Linked DNA regions of Mus musculus: region 2 is linked to region 1. The links are chromatin contacts, called in public promoter capture Hi-C maps. All regions are on one chromosome and are shown on one strand. Each heading gives the region's core, a stretch centred on a gene start, on an enhancer-like site or on the middle of the called end of the contact. The rest is flanking DNA. Distances are from core to core; before and after follow the strand shown. Region 1 overlaps Nmnat2 (nicotinamide nucleotide adenylyltransferase 2). Region 2 overlaps Lamc2 (laminin, gamma 2).

Evidence for each region. Capture Hi-C pulls out chosen DNA fragments and counts their contacts.
Region 2: a contact with region 1 is called in a promoter capture Hi-C map of adipose tissue. The contact joins two enhancer-like sites. A contact is called at or near these places in 2 of 115 datasets of contacts at active chromatin or transcription factors (embryonic stem cells and pancreatic cancer cells) and 3 of 9 other capture datasets (adipose tissue, liver and pancreatic islet).

Annotation. Positions count from the first base shown.
Region 1 is chr1:153,061,309-153,066,982 of GRCm38.p6, reverse strand. The region is part of intron 1 of Nmnat2 (nicotinamide nucleotide adenylyltransferase 2); the gene reads right to left. Among named protein-coding and RNA genes, the nearest start is that of Nmnat2, 110 kb to the right of the region's middle. Within about 2 kb of position 1,747, at least 74 of the 459 cell types and tissues checked have an H3K27ac peak or open chromatin away from gene starts, as enhancers often do. A contact at or near this core is called in adipose tissue, where this site is marked.
Region 2 is chr1:153,155,004-153,160,677 of GRCm38.p6, reverse strand. Lamc2 (laminin, gamma 2) reads left to right here. Exons shown (of 24, transcript NM_008485.3): 4 at 1,691-1,826. Among named protein-coding and RNA genes, the nearest start is that of Lamc2, 29 kb to the left of the region's middle. Within about 2 kb of position 3,482, at least 7 of the 459 cell types and tissues checked have an H3K27ac peak or open chromatin away from gene starts, as enhancers often do. A contact at or near this core is called in adipose tissue, where this site is marked.

The DNA of each region.
Region 1 (5,674 bases), core at 498-2,997:
CACAGTAAGTATTTTTTTCCCAAAGCAATATGTAAATTTAATGCAATTTGTCTCAAAATCCCAACAAGACTTTTAAAAGTGAAAATCTAGAATTTATTTGGAAAGGCAAGTAGCTAGAATAATTCACAGAACTTTTATCTGTAAGAACTAAGTAGAAGAAACATCCAAATGTCCCACAATCTGAAAATGGCTAACAAACCACACTGTGAAATAACTGTGAAATATCCACACCACAGAGTACTAGTCACCACGTGAGGAGACAGTAATAATACACTCGACAACTTGGGTGTGTTTTAGTCAGACTTCTCAGCACTGTGGCGGGTACCCAAGAGAGGAACTGAAGGAGGAGGGTGTATTTCAGAGTTTCTGTGCATGGTTGGCTGTTTCTGTTGTGTCTGGGCTGTGGTGAAGCATCATGGCATATGTAAATACACTGTAGCTGTCTTCAGACACTCCAGAAGAGGGCGCCAGATCTCATTACAGATGGTTGTGAGCTACCATGGTTAGATGGTTGCTGGGATTTGAACTCAGGACCTTCAGAAGAGCAGTCAGTGCTCTTAACCACTGAGCCAGTTGTCCAGCCCTGGCTCTTGTTCTTAATTGTGGTGCTTCTCTAATCCATAGATGTGGTAAAGTGACATATACCTGAAGGCCACAGGAGTGGGATGTCTCTGTCTTATCCTTGCAACTTCCTACGGATTACGAATTATCTCAAAACAAACTATAATTTCAAAGCCCATAGTAAACCACCAGATGTTACACTTTAGGATAGATTGCACAAATCCAGGCAAATGGCCAGCAAGCTGGCTGGTTCTATTTGGTTACTTCTGCAACTTTCCTTTTTTTTTTTTTTTTTTTTTATAATTTCTAAATTTTTTTGCTGCTGTTTGGATTCCAACATTTGGAGCTATGACGTGACACAATAAATAAATCCAAAAACATTGTTTATCTTAACAGTCCAGTATGAGTGACCCTTAGCCCTCAGCTAGTTTAGTACGTATAACAAGCTCCCAAGGAGACCAGCCCCACTGGCCTACAGCCACATACTTGTGTGTGTGTGGTTGGGCAGACTAGCCTCTGAAAGGTTCAGATACCCCAACACACACACACACGCGCGCGCACATGTGCGCAAAGCTGTCCACTTTCTTCCACTCTCCCAGTACATTACATAACGAGGGCCTTTCTGGGCCTTGGTAGGAAGCCAGCCCATTGGCAAAGATGTAGCTAGGGCCCTGGAATTTAATTTCATGCCAGGCCTCCCAAAATGCATTCTATTTTCATCCATATACCCCAGGGAAGCAGCCAAATGGCTCTAAAGTTTACACTCTAGTCTGATGGCTCTCCTCCTGCTCTTTTGGAGGAGACAAGACTCAATATCCATCGGCCTTCCTGTCCGCAGGACCCTGAAGACTCACCCTGGCTTAGTCCAGGCCCCTAGACCCATCTAAATCTGTCATGACAGCTGCTGCTAGACTGACCAGAGATCAAACACAGCACAGGTGATCTGCCTAGTTATTAAAACCTCAGACAGATCTGCCTGCTGGCTTCTCAGTGGACCTGGCTGACATTTGTAATCCTCTCTCCCCTTCCAGCCAGGAGTTCATGGAGAGGAACACTGCATTTAGAACATCAATATTAACTCAAATTTTCCTTTTGGGTTGCAATTAGAAATGACCCCAGCTCGTGTTCACAGCTGGAACTGCCTTGGCTCTCCTTGTTTGTGAATTGCACAGAGGCTGTCTGGACTTGTAAACATTCTAAATTGCAGACAGATCCAAAATTGGGTAATAAAGAAAGGACTGGAGCTATGAATCCCTCTAGGCGGGGTTATTTCTGCTTAGGGATTATGAAGAAATAACTCTTAAAGGAGTCATTCCTGTGGCCTTCCAAACTGAACCTTGAGGAGTCTCCAGCAAAATGTGATGAGAGCTTACTCTGCCCGAGGTTCTGTGCCAGCCGCTGTGAGGATGCTGGAGAAACGCCACATGATCACCATCTCTGAGGAGTTTGAAGGTCTGGGTAAATAACCCGCATTGATAATAGCAGAAGATGCAGGTCACTGAAGTGACCGAGGCCTTCCTGGGGATGGGGTACAGAGGCCAATGAAGCCTCCTGAGAACACGTGACCTTAGGCAGGGACCTGACAGCAGAAAGGAGGATCGTGGTAGCTTATCCCTTCTCATCAGAGCCCCTGGAAGTTGAGGGAGGAGCAGTGCCTCGGATTCTTGAGGGGCCTGGGCTACAGAGTGAAGTCTGGCCAGTCTGGGCTATAGAATGAGACTCTGTCTGAAGTAGTGGTTCTCAACCTTCCTAATGCTATGACCCTTTAATACAGTTCCTTATTTTCATTTCTACTTCATAACTGTAATTTTGCTACTGTTATGAACCGTAATATAAATATCTGATATACAACCCTGTGAAAAGCTAAGACCTTTTTATGGATTGAGAACACAGGTTGAGAATTGCTGGTCTCAAACAAACAAACATCTTTATTTTCTGTGTTCCTGTTGCTCTGACATGGAAACCTTTTTTTGGATCCTGAACAGACAATTGTCTCTGAGTTGGGCAGTCCCTAACGGCCTTTTGGCACATCTTTTAAATGCAGTCACCAGTCTCCAAACATAGGTCCCCAGTATCAGATATACCTGTGTTCTGGAGGCTGAGGCAGGAGGATCCCAAATTCATGAGTTAGAAACGAAACTAAACTACATAGTAAGATCCTGTCTCCAAGCAAGCAAGCCAAAAAGCAGAGGACAGACAGACATTCCAGGGATGAGAGAATCAGGCCGATGCACTGACTGAGGGGTGAAGGCTCCGTTTCTTCACTTGCTTTCTTTGTAAGTCACCAATCCATAAAAAGACATAAATGCCAGCTCCTCTAATCTGAACACTGCACATTGTGTATGTGCAATAGATGATCACACTGTACCCTACAAATACGCACACTTGCATCTCAGTTAAAAATGTTTGAAGCACTGGAGAGGTGGCTCAGTGGTTAAGTATACTTGCTGTTCTTCCAGAGGACCTGAGTTCTAGACCCAGTACCCATGTCAGATAACAGATCCAGGAGATCTGATGCCCTCTTCTGGCCTCTGAGGGGACCTACTCACACACATGTGCATACACACACACACACACACACACACACACACACAAATACACATACATTAAAAATAAGTCTTTTTTTTTTTAAAAAGAAACTTGAAAAGAATGATCAGAAAAGAATAAAAGAGAATGATGTCACTGTAGGTCATTGTCACTTGGGGTGTCTTGCCCTCTCTCATATCACTCGGGGTGTCTTGACAGTTGTTTACCATTCGGACAGCGTGGAGAAGCAGGGGTCTGGCTGACCACGTTCTCCTGGTAGATAGACTAGATGAGAAAGTAATTGAATATTGAGCCCTTGAAGTAAAAGGCTTTTGTTGTTGTTGTTGTTTTATTTTGCTTTGGACTCGGGCCCTTAAACAGGCTAGACAAGAGCTCTATGACTGCACTATATCCCGAGTCCTCTTTTTACTTTTTATTTGAGGTAGGATCTCACTAAGTGGCCCCAGTCTGATGTGATGTAACTCTGTAGTCTAGGTGGGGCTGTGCTTGCAATTCTCCTGCCTTGGCCTCCTGAGGGCCGGGATCACAGGCATGAGTTACCTCCTGAGGGCCGGGATCACAGGCTGGGATCACAGCTCAAAGGGTTCCTGGTCTTATTTCTGTGCCTCAGGAAGGCAGAGGAGTTTTGGAAGCTAGTTTTCTGCGGGCACAGTGGGATACCCAGATCTTGTATGCTTTCTCTTGCTGTCTCTGCAGCCAGTGGTGGAGCAAAGGGCGGGTGGCACAGTTCTGGATGGAGATGAGCGCCAGGCTTAGGTGCCCGATTATCAGGCAGCCTGCAAGAAAGCACCTCTGCGATCTGAAGGAAGACAGAACCTTTCTCTAGCCATCTCTGCCTCCCTCTAGCTCCCCACCCGATGCATGCAACTCAGGCTGTCTAAATCCATGAGAGAGAATAAGAAATACTTCCCAGAAGCCTCCACTGCTTAGACGTGGTCCTCTTCCCGCTTTCCATTTTTTGTTTACTCCTCGGGGTTGGCAGCTGTTCTCCGCAGCCTTGTGCTGACTTTGGGGTAACACAGACGGTTGGCACTGCGGTCCCCTGGCTGTCCCTAACCTTTGTTTGCTTCACTGACTCTAGCTGAGGAGCTGAGCCCTTTGTCTTCACAGCTGGGAAATGATTTATGGCTCTCACTTCCAGAGTTGTCATTTCCCACAGACCTGCAAGGAAAGAACTCCTCACAGGTCCCCAGCCAGCAGGAGCCATCCTAGAAGTCTGGCCTCATTTAAAACGTTTCCCAGAGGCCACTCCCCTGAAACCCTCTTAGACCAGCCAGGCCACAGTGTGAGGCCCTATAGTAGATACACAAACAAAAATATCAAAATAGTAGAAATGAATAAATAAACTAATAAACAAACAAACAAATAAATAAACCAGGCACTTAAGCTGGATTGCAGCCATTTGCTGAATGAATTTGGAGGCTGGGTCTCATCTTAGGTTTGGCTAGTCTCAAACTCATGAAATTCTGTTGGGATTACAGGTATGTATCACCATACTCAGCCTTAAAATTTATCATTTCAGAAAAGACTTAAAAAAATATTTTTTCTTTAGAGGAAGAAAGCTAAATGTGTACATATATGTATCTTTTTTTTTTTTTTTTTTTTTTTTTTTTTTTTTTTTTTGGTTTTTCAAGACAGGGTTTCTCTGTATAGTCCTGGCTGTCCTGGCACTCACTTTGTAAACCAGGCTGGCCTTGAACTCAGAAATCCACCTGCCTCTGCCTCCCGAGTGCTGGGATTAAAGGCGAGCGCCACCACGCCCGGCTACATGTGTGTATCTTTACATAAATATAAAGCTAACTACATATGTGTATGCATGTGTGTCATATATGGCACAAACTAAATATAAACATAAAAATGGGGCAAAAATTTCAAAGGTTCTCTTTTCAGTGAAACCCCAAGACACACGAGAGAATTACTTTAGATCCACAGACTATAATAACATAGTTGGGTGAGTGGCCTGGTGCAGGAGACAGAATACAAGGTGAGGTGACTAAAGACAGAAGGACACTTGATACAGAAAAGCCACCAGGGTCCCACATTAGGCCACATCCTTTGCATGGAATCAGGCGCTGCTTTAAACTACCAGGCCATCACCCACACTTACTGACCTTTGAGTACAGCTCACTGTGTGGGCTTCTTACACAGGGCAGTGAAGGCTCTGACTGGGTTTATCCAGGAAACAGCTTTGCTTTTGTCAGGTCGGGCAGGCAGATGGTAGTGAACACTTCCTTTTAGTGAGTGAGGGTGTGGTCATGCTGAGGGGTGATGGAGATTAAAGGTTCTTTTTGCCCTAAAGAACACTGTTGGAGGGTCAGGGAGATGGATCCGCCATTAAAGGAGCTTGTTACACAAGTCTGGCAGTCCACACTCAATCCCTGGAAACTGCATAGAGGTGGAATGAGGGAATGGACTCCACGAGGTCATCTTCTGACTGCTACACAAGTGCTGTAGCACTGACACACACACAGGCACACACGCACACATGCACACATCCTATATACACACATCACACACACACACATCACATATACACATACATCACACACACAATTACACATATACA
Region 2 (5,674 bases), core at 2,233-4,732, 92 kb before region 1:
TTTGCCAGCCCCATCCTGAGCCTTTCTCTCCTGCCATCTACATGCAACCTCAGAGGCCCATTTACAGTAAAGACCATGCCCATGGGAAACCGAGTCAGTAGGATACTATGCACAGAAACTAATCTTTGAGATAAGCCTGGGTGTCCGTCAACAGAAAAATGTGGTATACACACAGTGGAGTTTTATTTAACACAGATAAGAGTGAGCTTAGGCTATTTACAGGAAGATGGGTGGATCTGGAGCTAATATTAATCGTAGTGAGGACACAGAAAGATGAATATTATTTTTTTCTCTCATATGTGGAACCTAGGTTATATATGCATATAGACTTGGGGATAATATGAGAACAGGAGGAGGACTATCTGGGAGGAGGGGGAGCAGAGTACTGAAAGGGACGAACTAGGAGAGGCGGGTGAGTGTAGTGGGGAGTTAATATTGTCCAAGGCATGATACTCCTGGACCAAATGTCATTATGGGGGAGGCTGTAGCTTAGTTGGTAGAGTGATGGCCTAGCATGCTTGGAGCCCTTGGTTCAATCCCTAACACTGCATAAACCAGATGTGGTGGAGCACACCGGTAATCCTAACACTTGGGAGGTGCAAGAGGATCGGCTATCCAAGGTCACCGCTGGTTACCTACTGGATTGTAAGCAAGCCTTATATACATGAGATCCTATCATCTCGAAAACATCATTATTAAACCCATCAGTGTAACGTAGTGAATGTTACGCTGTTGGAAAAAACGAACAAGACACTGTGAGGTAGTGACCGAGCCACCAGGAGGTGTTCCATAAGTGAAGTTTTCTGCTTCCCCTGGTTAGTGAACACATTCTTTGTCAAGGGGTTTTCGTGCGTGCTTAAAAAAATATATCATGCCATCAGTGCTGGGGAGATGGCTCGGTCAGTGAACTGCTGGCAATGCCTCCGTTCGATCCTTAGAAGCCGTGTGAAAAAGAGATGGGAGTGTCGTCTCACACGAGTAGTCCTGGTGCTGGCGGGGCAGGGGCAGGTGGATCTGAACAGCCTCGTCTAGTTGTTGAGTTCCAGGCCAATTCAAGACCCGGCCTTGGCAGGGAAAACTGGTGATGGTCCTCTGCCCGCCACACGCTTGCCTAAGTTCACACTCATGTAAACACACACACACAAGTCAAGTACTGGCCCCTAAAAGATGGCCTTTGGTTGTTGGATACAAGGGAGAAAGTAATTTATCCTAATATGTTAATATGCTGTCATTGGTTTTTCTCCTTGAGTTTTCAAAGGCTTGAACAAGTTTTGAATTCACTGTGTAGACCAGGCTAACTGAACTTGTTCTGGTTCAAGTCATTCCAGTGCAGCCTCCAGGGGGTTATAGGCATGCGTTACCACACCCTATCAATGGGATTTAAAAAAAAAAATAAGAAAGAAAGAAAAAGAAAGGCACTGTGTGTTCCCTAATGTCAAGTCAGAGCAAATGTGTAAATAAAAATGTTTCTGTGATTCACCCCCTTCTTTCTGTGGAGCAGGCATCTTCACGTGTCAAAATATCCCGTACCGAGTAGAGATTTAAACGGCCTGGGTTCCTTGTTAAAAGCAGTGGATTTGTACATCCTTGAGTGCGTCTGGAGCTCCCATAAGCAGATGGTCATTTTTTTTTCAATGCCTTACAAATACTTATTTTTCTTCTCTCCTTCTCCCCACCTTGTGGGCCACAGGTTCCCTCAGTGCTGGATGTGACAACTCTGGACAATGCAGGTGTAAGCCAGGTGTGACAGGACAAAGATGTGACCGATGTCAGCCAGGCTTCCATATGCTCACCGATGCTGGATGCACCCGAGACCAGGGGCAACTGTAAGCACCTGCCTGAGTTTAACAACTCGGGGTTGTTTTATCTCCATCAGCCCGTCATTGAGGGAAGAACTGAAGACAGGAACATGAAGCAGAGACCTTGGAGGACCACGACCTCCTGAGTTACTTTCCATGTCATGTTCAGCTACCTTTCTTTTCTTTAAAGATTTATTTATTTTATTTTATATATGTGAGGATACTGTAGCTGTCTTCAGACACACCAGAAGAGTCCATTGGATCCCATTACAGATGGTTGTGAGCCACCATGAAGTTGCTGGGAATTGAACTTAGGGCCTCTGGAAGAGCAGTCAGTGCTCTTAACCTCTGAGCCATCTCTCCAGCCCCAGCTACCTTTCTCATACAGCCCAAACCCACCTGCCTAGGAATGGTGTTGCCTACTGTGGGCCAGGCTCTCTTATACCAGTTACATGTCAAGAAAATACCCCATAGGCTTGCCCACAAGCTATTCTCATGGAGGTAGTTCCCTCTTCCCGGGTGTAAGTTGACAACCAAGATTAATTGTCATAGCATCCTTACTCCACCATTGCTATTACCAAGGGAATAATGACACCCACATATACTTTTGTGACTTCTTCATGTGGGGCTGTTTAATTTTATCATTATACAAATACTATATACAACTGGGATTATCATTACACTCATTTTAATAAGAAGATACTTAAACCATGAAAAATTCAAATGCCCAATGCTACTGGTAATGATAGAGCCCGTTTGGAGACCCAGAGATTCGGCACCTGGATGCATGCATTTGGCTTTCCTTGGGGAACCAAGAGGGACACAGAGGCTTCTCCCCCATTCCAACCAGGGACCCACTGGACCTCAGCAAACTTTGTGTAGAAGACTTTTTCTCTGCCCAATTGCTGGCTCCTTTTGTTTGAAACACCTGCTTTCCACCCTCAGATTCTTTTATTGAAGGAGGACTCAGACTGTCTTCCTTCAATGTACGCTGCCTATCACACAGCAATCACAGAGGTACAGAGCTTAGAGGTAGCAGGGGGAGTCTGGTGGTGAATAATTTGCCAGAAAGAAAATTGGCAGAGGAATTTTTGAGAGCAAGGGAAAAGCTAACTAAACCCTCTGGGCTTAAACTGCTTCATCTGCTGACATCAGCAGCCTGCCCAATGTTTCTGGTAATGATGGACCCTAGACTTAACCTGCTCTCGTTACTTTTCTTGACCTAGCAAGACCCCAGCTGTTGCTTTTCTAGACTTAACCTGCTTAGTTACTACTTTTCAAGACTTAGCCAGCTTTTACTCATTTTCTAAGTTTAGCTTGCTCTTAATTATTGCTCTTCTAGACTTCACTGCTCCTAGTTACTTGCCTAAGTTGCTTCTGAGCAGCATCTGTCTTGGAGGAATAGATAACACCTCTGCAGTGAGGGTCTTGAGGGCAGCGGCTGCACACGTTCAGACGGCTGACTGACTTCCAGCCACCTGTCCCCATACATCAGCCCATGAATAGCTCCAAACTCATTTCCACCTGTGGCTACATCCTGAATAAACTCTTTTGCAAAACTTGTCCTTCCAACAATTGTTATACTACATGACAGGCAAAACAAGCTTGACTTAGTAATAACTTGGCATGCTAGCCAGGAGCAAAGTCCAGATAGAATTCTGGCCAGTGGCTTTTTGGCTGTTTGCTGGTATTGAAATATTGTTGATGAGTTTAGGCAGCTGTCTGGGCCACTTGTCTCAAGGACCGTCCCCCCAAGACCTTTCCTGGTTTGACACTGTTAATGTTTTATGCATCATTTCGCTTTTGTAGTAGAAAAACAGTGTGCTAGGAACATGTATGGTTTGGTGAATGACTTCAGTATAAGCCTCCTTCCCCCTCTGCCTTTCTATTCTCCTCCTTTCTCCCTGATTTTTTTGTTTGTTTGTTTTGCTTTTTTTGTTTTTGTTTAGTATTATTGTGTGCTTTATTGTTTTGGTTTTGAGACAAGGCCTTGTTATGTAGCTCAGGCTAGCCTCAAATGTTCTCCTGCCTCCGTCTCCACAGAACTGGAGTTATAAAGTAGGAGTTTCAACAAGTCAGTTTAAAATGTCCTGTTTCTCCTCCCTCTGGTTTGGCCTTCATCATGAGGATCCTGGTTTGGGGACATGGATAGTAGAAAAAGATGGGGCATCTCTATCCACAAGTCCACTTGGTTCTGTTTGGTTCCTGAAGTCTGATTCTGGGTTCAGCACGAATAACCAGAAATGCATGCCCCTGACCGGCAGTTTGCAGCAGTAGAAAATGTTAGTTCTGACTGAATACAGACCATTGGATTGCAGCCTTCAAACCTAGGTGATGCTAAGCTGTGGATTCATGGAAAGGAAACATATGCTAATTAGCTATAATACCTAGTAGCTACAGAGTTCTTTATACTCCAGACAAAAATTAAATGAAAATAGACTAGGCTTGATAATGTCACTTCCCTGACACTCCTATTTACAGTCCTTTGCCCAGACAGGCACATCTTCCTGGCCTTACTGGCACTACCCTAGCCATTGTCTAGACTTTCTTTCTTCTGGGCCTTTGCATAGATTACTCTCTTCTATCCTTCTCTGGCCTTTTAGATCACTTTCTCGTTGTTTTCCTGGTTCCCACACTCTAGCCACAACCCCTGCTTCGAAGGAGCAGTATGTGTTGTGTTCATCCCTTTTCCTACAAAGCTATGAAGCACTCGAGGGAGCACCACGTGTCCCATCATCTCCTCCAGGGCCCCCCCTTATTTCCCCCACTGTGCATATATGAGTCTACTTTTATTTTGGCTCTCACATTTGCTATCAGCATTTGGATTTTCCTCTCACCAGAACTTTGTCTTGTTCATGGCTGGGTTCAGTGCCTGAAGTCGAGGAAGGGAAAGAGGCACCATGGGGGTGTTCCAGCATGGCTGCCATTATACATCACTGCTGTTGCTGTTCCCCACCTTGAAACCCCAAGAATCAGGGATGGTTCCTATTTCTTGTCGAGTCCCTGGTTCTTAGCCCTGAGAATGCATTTGCTGGTTGATTTGGATACACTGTGGAGGAGTGGGAAGACCAAGATTGGAAAGGGATTCAGGATGTGAGCCTGGTTAGATCTAGCATTAACCGGATGGGGACTGTGAAGGAGAAGGAGTCCAACAAGCTTCAGGTTTGGGCAGGATTTAACGGGGTCAGAAGACAGCCACAGGGGAACATCATCCACTCTTTCTCCACTATAAGGTCTTTGAGCAGAGTTTCATTACCAGGGGAGAGCTAGCAGCTTCCGTTTTAGACTGATGAGGTAGATACGTGAGTGTGTGCCAAAAAGAGTGATGGAAACCAGAGGGAGCCCTGAGACAGGGAGGCGGTGTCGGGATCAGATGACTGCTCCGGTGCCTCCAGGAAGAGTCTCACCACCAAGGCAAACAAAAGACAGCAAAATCAGAAATTCCACTCCTAGACATACATGTACGATAGATAAAAATGGATAAAATGCACAAAACCTAGTGTGCTGAAGTTCATGCAAACATTACCCATCATTGCTAAGAACTGGGAACACACCAAATGTCTACCAGCTAATGAATAGATAAGCAAATTATGGTAAATCCATATGGTGGGATTATATTCAGCCATCAGGATGATATATACTCCGTGATATGACATGGGCAGACCTTGAAAACTTATGGTATGTGAAATAAGTCAGTCACAAATGGCCTCATGTGATATGATTTCAATGATAAGAAATATCCAGAGTAGTCAAATCTAATGAGACAGAAAGTACATCAATGTCCACATCTGGCTGGGGGTGGGAGCTGAGAGAGGTTGTGGCTTGGCTCTTTTAGGAGCATTGAAAATGGCTAAGATCTGTTCTTTGTGATAATG